Regions from separate parts of the Mus musculus genome. Here region 2 is linked to region 1. A link is a contact called in public Hi-C data. All regions are on one chromosome and are shown on one strand. The core of a region is the stretch at or near the end of the contact, and the rest is flanking DNA. Distances in the headings are between cores, read along the strand shown. Region 1 holds the start of Inpp5f (inositol polyphosphate-5-phosphatase F). Region 2 overlaps Inpp5f (inositol polyphosphate-5-phosphatase F).

Region 1 (3,515 bases), core at 599-3,098:
TGCCTTCCTCTAGGCGCTACCTACGTTTGTGGGTGATGGGATACGTATCTACGAAATGAGATACACTGAACTGTGATGCTATACCAAACTTTTGATAATGGTGAAAAGTTTTACACTTGCTCTCTGATACGAACTTTGGACAAACAAAGAGCAAACCTCAGGGCTAGCTCCAGGAAAGGGCCCGGCTAAACTTTCTGCTTGAGAAAACTGACCTGCGGAGATGAAAAGTCCTGTCTGATGAGCTGAGAAGGACTCCAAGCTCCCTCCATTTATGCATTCCAGCTGCCAGGAATTTGGCCCGCGGGACTTTTACAGCTAAATTCCCCCCTGCTTTACACCTTGCAGGGTGACAGGCTAGGAAAAGTGGTCAGATTAGAATAAAGTGGCCCATCATCTATTCCAAGGTCACCAAAAGTCTTACTGTGGCCACCGTAGTGCCTCCATTCTGAAAAGAGGAAATAAAATACAGCGGCAAGAAAATACAACCAGAGCCATATTTCTGAAGAAGAAAAAAAGTTGTTCTTCACCGCTCTAGCAGAGTAACTTTGCAGGTCTCCGTAAGGACACAATGGACACTGATGAAAAGTGTCACCAAACCGCTCCACTTTCTGGGATCTCACACTTCTCTCCTCACCTGAGAAAGAAGATCCTGACCCTACTCTTTCAGGCTGCTGTGGGGATTGGCACTAAGACACGAAAGGACCTGTCCTCAGAAGCCATCCCATAAGAGGTAACAGGATGACCTAAAAAGCTCCCTTGAAGTTATTCTACTGGATGTACTCAAAGAACGCAGGAAAACGTCCAATGCCGTGGCTCGTTCAAGAGTTCCAGTCTCACTTTTCCTAAAGTAAAAAAGTGTTGACCAATGAAGGAAAAAAGCACTGGAGAACTAAGTAGAAGCTGCCCAAACTCCTCCGAGCGATAACTGACCGCAGCTGTCTGAGAACAGGAGCTACTATTTAAGCCAACTAACTGCAAACAAAGTTTTCTAAAGCAAACTGATGGCTGGAGACTTTGACCTCTCCTAACTGTGTGTGACAGACATCCAACACGACTTCTTCTTGAAAATGGCAATTCATACACTAGTTTTCGATCAAGTCCTGTGAGGTAACCGTCCTGAAGTCACTCTTTAATAAGTGACCGGGAACAACTCAAGGATGTCAAGAAGGAGTGTCCCGCATTAGGTTCCACTGAACTGATGGGACTGGAACCCAGAACTTCCCACGCTGGACCGTGAGAAGACGCTGCAGGTGGAGGCCTACGAGGGGTTCATAAGGGACCCTATCCCCGCACCCCAGGCCCCAGATACTGGAAGAGGTGCACTAAAGGGGGTGACCGGCCTTCCCCGCCTCCCTGAGGCAGGAGGACTCCCCGAAGCGGCGGCCGCTCCCCTCAGGACTAGCGCTGACATCCCCAAGCGTCCCGCCCAGCCTCGCGATCCCGGGGCCGGAGGGGCCGGGCCGCGCCCCCCGCGCTCCAGCTGGCCCGCGCGCCCCACCCAGCCCGCGCCGCGCGCCTCACCCGGTCGGAGCTGCAGGCCGCCGTCGCGCCGGCTGCACCACAGGGCACGCTCGCCCTGCTGCAGGATGTAGTGGTCCTTAGCCTGAAAGAGCTCCATGCCGGCCCCACGCGCTCCGGGAGGCGGCGGTCCCCCGGCCCAGGCACGGCAGCGGCCCGCCCTGGAGCGATGCTGGAGTCCTCCTCCACCGAGACCACCAGAGTCCGTGCCTCAAGGAGACTCCGAGGACCCAGCCCACGGAAGAACAGAGTGGGGAAGCACTCGGGGGCCTGACCCGCGGGCCAAGAACACGCTTGGGCGGCCGAGGCCCGGGAGGCCTTTTCCCCCTCCCCCCACAACTCCTGTACCTAGGCTCCGCCCCCTATCCTGAGACTCCACCTCCTACAGTTCATCCTGGCTCCCTCTAGACTCCGCCTCCTCCCAGGTTCCTCCCCTCAGCGTGCAACTTTCCCTCCTATAGTTCCTCCCCTCTCCCTTAGGCTCCGCCCTTGCTCAGGCTCCTCCTCCGACCTTCCGACTCCGCCTCCCTCTGTAGTTCTCCGAAAGCCCTCCTAGGCCCCGCCCTGGTCCCGCCCACGAGTTTCTGGCTCAGCCCTCTCCCAGCCTGTGTCTCAATCCTCTTTCTCCTTTCAGCTCTCGCCGCACCTCTTTCAGTTCCTCCCTCTCTGTCTATAGCCTCTACTCCTCTGCCTCTCCCACTCGCCGGCCTTACCAGCTGCGACCTCAGGCAGGCCCTGAGCCTAAGTCTGGTTATACTGGCTCGACGCCCTTTATGCAGCCATTTCTTGATCTTTCCCTGATGTGCAAGCCAGTCCTTCATTCCTTCCATTAGCTCCTAGAAAAGTCTGGTCAAGTCCCCGAATCCACCTGACATTCCTTCCTCCTCGGAGTACATTTACCCCTAGTCTGAGCAAAGACCAAACCAAGCCCAGAAGTACAGCCATGGTTGTCTCCAGGGTTCTACCCCAAGTTAGCACTCGGCTGAGCAGAGGCCGCTCTGTTTTGGCATTTCCTATTAGAACCTGGACACCAATAATCATTTAGTAAATGCACATTAGTGGAGATGTGTCTCCACAGAATACACACTTAGAGTTAGCTGGGCTAGTGAGGAGAAGGTACAGCAAAGTCTGAGAAGCCGGCCTACAGGAAGTCAGTAAAAGGGACGTCACTCAGAGATGGTAAAATGGCCAGGTGTCAATCTGAACCAGAAAGATTTAGGAGAAAAAGCTTCCAGTTCTAGACCTATCTCCCAGTCTCCAGACTTTGGGTCTGTCTTGTTCTGTGTGATCTTGGGACAATTTTAGTCTCTACTGATTGAATTCGTGACCTTTACTACACTCTTAGACTCCCAATTCTGTATGTTCCTGTCTTCCTTTAAAGCAATCTTTAAAAAAAAAAAAAAAAAAAAGAGGCCTAACCACCGGAGCTGGGTGGCTCAAGAGTACTTTGCTACTTTTGCAGAGGACCTCCGGTTCAGTTCCCAGCACCTCCAGGGCAGCTCACAACCAACTGTGATGAGACACCTCTTCTGACCTCTGTTCCTGTATGGGTGTAGTGCACAGGTTCATAAATATAAAGTAAATGGTGGTGCTGCTGCTGCTGGTGGTGGTGCTGCTGGTGGTGGTGCTGCTGTGTTGGGAGCCGCGCCCACATTCGCCGTTACAAGATGGCGCTGACAGCTGTGTTCTAAGTGGTAAACAAATAATCTGCGCATGTGCCAAGGGTATCTTATGACTACTTGTGCTCTGCCTTCCCCGTGACGTCAACTCGGCCGATGGGCTGCAGCCAATCAGGGAGTGACACGTCCGAGGCGAAGGAGAATGCTCCTTAAGAGGGACGGGGTTTCGTTTTCTCTCTCTCTCTTGCTTCGCTCTCTTGCTTCTCTCTCTTGCTTCTCTCTCTTGCTTTTCTCTCTCTCTTGCTTTTCTCTCTCTCTTGCTCTTTCGCTCTCTTGCTTTTCTCTCTCTCTTGCTTCTTGCTCTCTTGCTTCTTGCAC
Region 2 (3,515 bases), core at 674-3,173, 61 kb before region 1:
TAAATATTTGGAAAAAAATGAAAAGCAATAAACACAGAGAAATTTGCCCCATCTGGAACAATTCTATATAGTCTATGTAGCAAGCAAGACTGTGAAACTAAAGATAGGCAACTGACAGAGGAGAACAAGGCTGAGGGCCAAAGACCTGAGTCCACTGAGGCAGGAAGGGTAGGTAGCTAAGCACACTGCTGTGAGCAAGCACAGATGACCATCAGGGGCCCTGGGACGACAACTGTCTGTCTACAAGGAAAAGAGACTTATAAAAGAGTTCCCTATATCTCTTTAATGAAACACAAAATAAACTCTAGATACATCAATGACCTAAATGTTATTTAAAAAAAAAAAAAAAGCCACAAAAAAAGTAGTAGTTTTTGCACAGCTGTAGGTGGAAGCATGACCTCCCAAGCATAAAATAAAAACCAGAAGACAAAGATGATGTTTCCGATGTGACAACAGGAAAAATTTAAATCTGTGTACAAGTGACATTATCAGCAAAGGTTTAAAAAAACAAAACAAGGAACTCTCATGAGAATGTACTTGCCACAGAAAATCAACACTTTATAGAGTACCATAAACAGAGTAAGAAAAAACTGGGTACAAAAGACCCCAGTGAGCAAGATGCTACAGTCCCTACTAACAGTAAATTGCAAATGTCAGGATATAAAAGAGGTTTTAACCTACTGACGGGTAAATTTAAATAACTGAACAGAGTCAGCATTGGTGAACATGAAAAACAACAGCGGGGTCCCATTGCTACTGAGAATAGAAGCTGTGTGATCCCTTAAAAACGGTTTCTAATTTCCTGCTGCTTGTGTTGGGTGGGCAGGGCAAGTCTGAGGATTTTCAGTGCTTCTGGTGCAGTATCTCTGAATGCTAAATATCAACTTTAAGTGTATATGCTGTTTAATTCAACAAGTTTGCCTTCACAAATTCATTCTGCAAAAACAAGTTCCCTAATTCTTAGACTTTTAAAATTGTCTTTACTCTCGGTGGGGGGCACATGTATAAGCATGTGCAGGGGGCAGAGTTAGAGAACTTTATGGCGTCTGCTCTCACGCCCCGCCCCCTTACGTGGGTGCCAGGGATGAAAATGTACACATGGGTGATAAGGCTTGCCCATCAAGTGCTTGACCTGATGGGCCATCTTGCCAGCTCTTCACTTTGGATTATTTTGTTTTTGAGGCAGGGTCACACTATGTAGCCCTGGCTGTCCTGGAACTTGGTATGTAAGCCAGGTCAGCCTCAAACTCACTTTGTGCTGGACTAAAGGTGTGCACCATTATAACCAATTTGTTTTTTCAAACTGAGTTCTTATATAGCCCAGGCCTTGAATTTACTGGATAGCCTAGGCTGGACTAATCCCCTTTACAACCTCTATAGTCTCCTCCTGAGTGCTGGGATTATAGATACACACCATCATTCCCAATTTAGAACTTTTCCTTTTTTCTGCCAGCCTTTGCCTCCGGAGGTGTTGGGATTAAAGGCATGTGCCACCACTGCCTAACCTAAGAATTCTGGGGAAAAGACTAACAGCCAGAGACTTCACTGCAGAACAGTATGTGCACTGCCAGCTCTTTGTGACTTCAGCCCATGGTGAATGTGCGGGTGTCAGGTGACCTTGCTACAAACAATAGATTGCTAACTCAAATCTCAAGGCAAGCCTGGAAGCCGCAAGGCTGAGTGCAGTGACTTCAGTAAACCACTGAGGACTCGGGTTCTTTCTGCCTTTCCCTCTGCCATTCCCTCATTGCTTCCCCAGCAGCACACTGGATAAACGCCCGACTGCTTCATTCACCATCTTGAGACAGATGCAAAAGTCCCTAACATCAAATCCTGACAAAGCAGCCTCAGGGGCACTGTGGGTTCCGGTATATCTTTTATTAGAGCAGGAAGCTTTTCCCACATCAGACCTTCTGTCAAACAGCTCCAGCCTAAACCAATTATGAGCTAGCGCAATGCAGCCACACGGATGAGTCACCCTGACCGTGGGCCCCTCATCGCAGAAAGCAATTACCCAGGAGAAGGACACAGATAACACAGATAAATGAACACTGCCAGGCTCCTGCTGGAGGCCAGGAGGTGTCTGCTCAGCGCCCGCCTCTAGATATTGACGTGCGTCAACGGGGAGCAGGGACAAGTGTGGGAAGAGGTTATTTCCTGGCGTGCACACCTCAGTATTGCTCCTTTTAACAATTTGTGTTGCATTTAAATATGGCTTATTCTTTCTAATGCTACTTACAATTAGGAATATCAATAATGCATGAATCAACACGAATCAACACATTATTAAGGAACTCAATGCAGAATAAGACCAAATCATTCCTGACCACATCCAGTCCTTCATGCCGCCCTCAGCAGCCGCTGGCTCTGATGCTGCAGTGAGGCTCTTGCATAAGCACCCGTGACTGAGCACACTTGGAGTCCTGTTTGCCGATTTAAGTGCTAATTGCTCTGCATCCTTTCCCAGACTTGACGCTTCTCAGCGGTTCCCCTCAGCTCCCCAGTGTGTGAGTCATGGCTTTAATTTGCATTTCCCTGATGATTAATGAGATGACGCACCTTCTCTGATGGATTTGACTTTATAAAATATCCTTGTACATAAAATCCTGTTACATTATTCTGTCCAGTTTTTTTTGTATTGTACATCCTTTTTAATGGGTTTAGAAGACATTTAAATGTGCTGCGAGATAACAGACCAAATCTTAACTATTAAAGATTTATTTTATGTGTGTTTTGCCTACATGTACCTGTGTGTACCATGTGTGTGCCTGCTGCCCTCAGAGCTCAAAAGGAGGTGTCAGATTCCCCGGAAGTGGACTTACTCATGGTTGTGAGCCACCATATGTATTCTAGGGTTGGAACCTGGGTCCTCTACAAGAGCTCTTAACTCTCCAGCCTCCCCTAATCTCTGAATTACCTTTCATTCTCTTCATAATGCCTTTTTAAAAAGTATTTATTTTATGCATGCGTTTCAATTGTGCATAACCAGAAATAACAAATAGTAAAAAATCGTAAAGTAAAAATCAAGTTAGTCCCTTTCCATTATGGTTAGCGTTGTTGTTTTGTACATGTATGTATCTTTGTGTGGTGAATACACAGCATAGCACATGTGCAGAGGTCAGAGGTCAACCTTAGATGTAGGCCTTTGTCTTCCATCCTGTTTGGGGCAGTGTCTGTATTGGTTACAGCAAGCTGGCCTACAGAGCTCTAGGATTCTCCTTTCTCCACGTCCAAGCTCTCCTTAAGAGCCCTGAGATTACACATTCAGGGCCTCGAACTCACAGAGATCCTCCTGCCCCTGGCTCAGAGTGCTGGGACTGAAGACACATGTCATGTCACCTCTTCTCTTCTCTTCTCTTCTCTTCTCTTCTCTTCTCTTCTCTTCTCTTCTCTTCTCTTCTCTTCTCTTCTCTTCTCTTCTCTTTGTGTGAGTGGGTGCTGGGACCAAACCCAGATCCTCTGCAGAGCCGTACATACTCTTAATCGCTGAGACATCCCTCCAGCCCAAAAATAAC

The links. A called contact is a pair of places that touch in the nucleus more often than the background predicts.
Region 2: a Hi-C map of muscle stem cells shows a contact between it and region 1, with 2.7 times the contacts expected there. The contact joins the enhancer-like site here to the promoter of Inpp5f in region 1. A contact is called at or near these places in 20 of 39 promoter capture datasets (the 3T3-L1 cell line, 3T3-L1-derived adipocytes, the C10 cell line and 12 more), 1 of 15 datasets of contacts at CTCF or cohesin (large pre-B cells), 41 of 484 Hi-C or Micro-C datasets (the BV-2 cell line, the C2C12 cell line, CD4 T cells and 27 more), 21 of 115 datasets of contacts at active chromatin or transcription factors (the 230-238 cell line, the HPC-7 cell line, T-cell acute lymphoblastic leukemia and 14 more) and 5 of 9 other capture datasets (adipose tissue, bone marrow-derived macrophages, liver and 2 more).

Annotation. Positions count from the first base shown.
Region 1 is chr7:128,609,698-128,613,212 of GRCm38.p6, reverse strand. Inpp5f (inositol polyphosphate-5-phosphatase F) reads right to left here and starts at 1,848. Exons shown (of 20, transcript NM_178641.5): 1 at 1,522-1,848. The coding sequence starts at 1,618.
Region 2 is chr7:128,671,044-128,674,558 of GRCm38.p6, reverse strand. The region is part of intron 9 of Inpp5f (inositol polyphosphate-5-phosphatase F); the gene reads right to left. Among named protein-coding and RNA genes, the nearest start is that of Inpp5f, 61 kb to the right of the region's middle. Within about 2 kb of position 1,923, at least 186 of the 459 cell types and tissues checked have an H3K27ac peak or open chromatin away from gene starts, as enhancers often do. A contact at or near this core is called in the 230-238 cell line, the BV-2 cell line, the C2C12 cell line and 32 more, where this site is marked.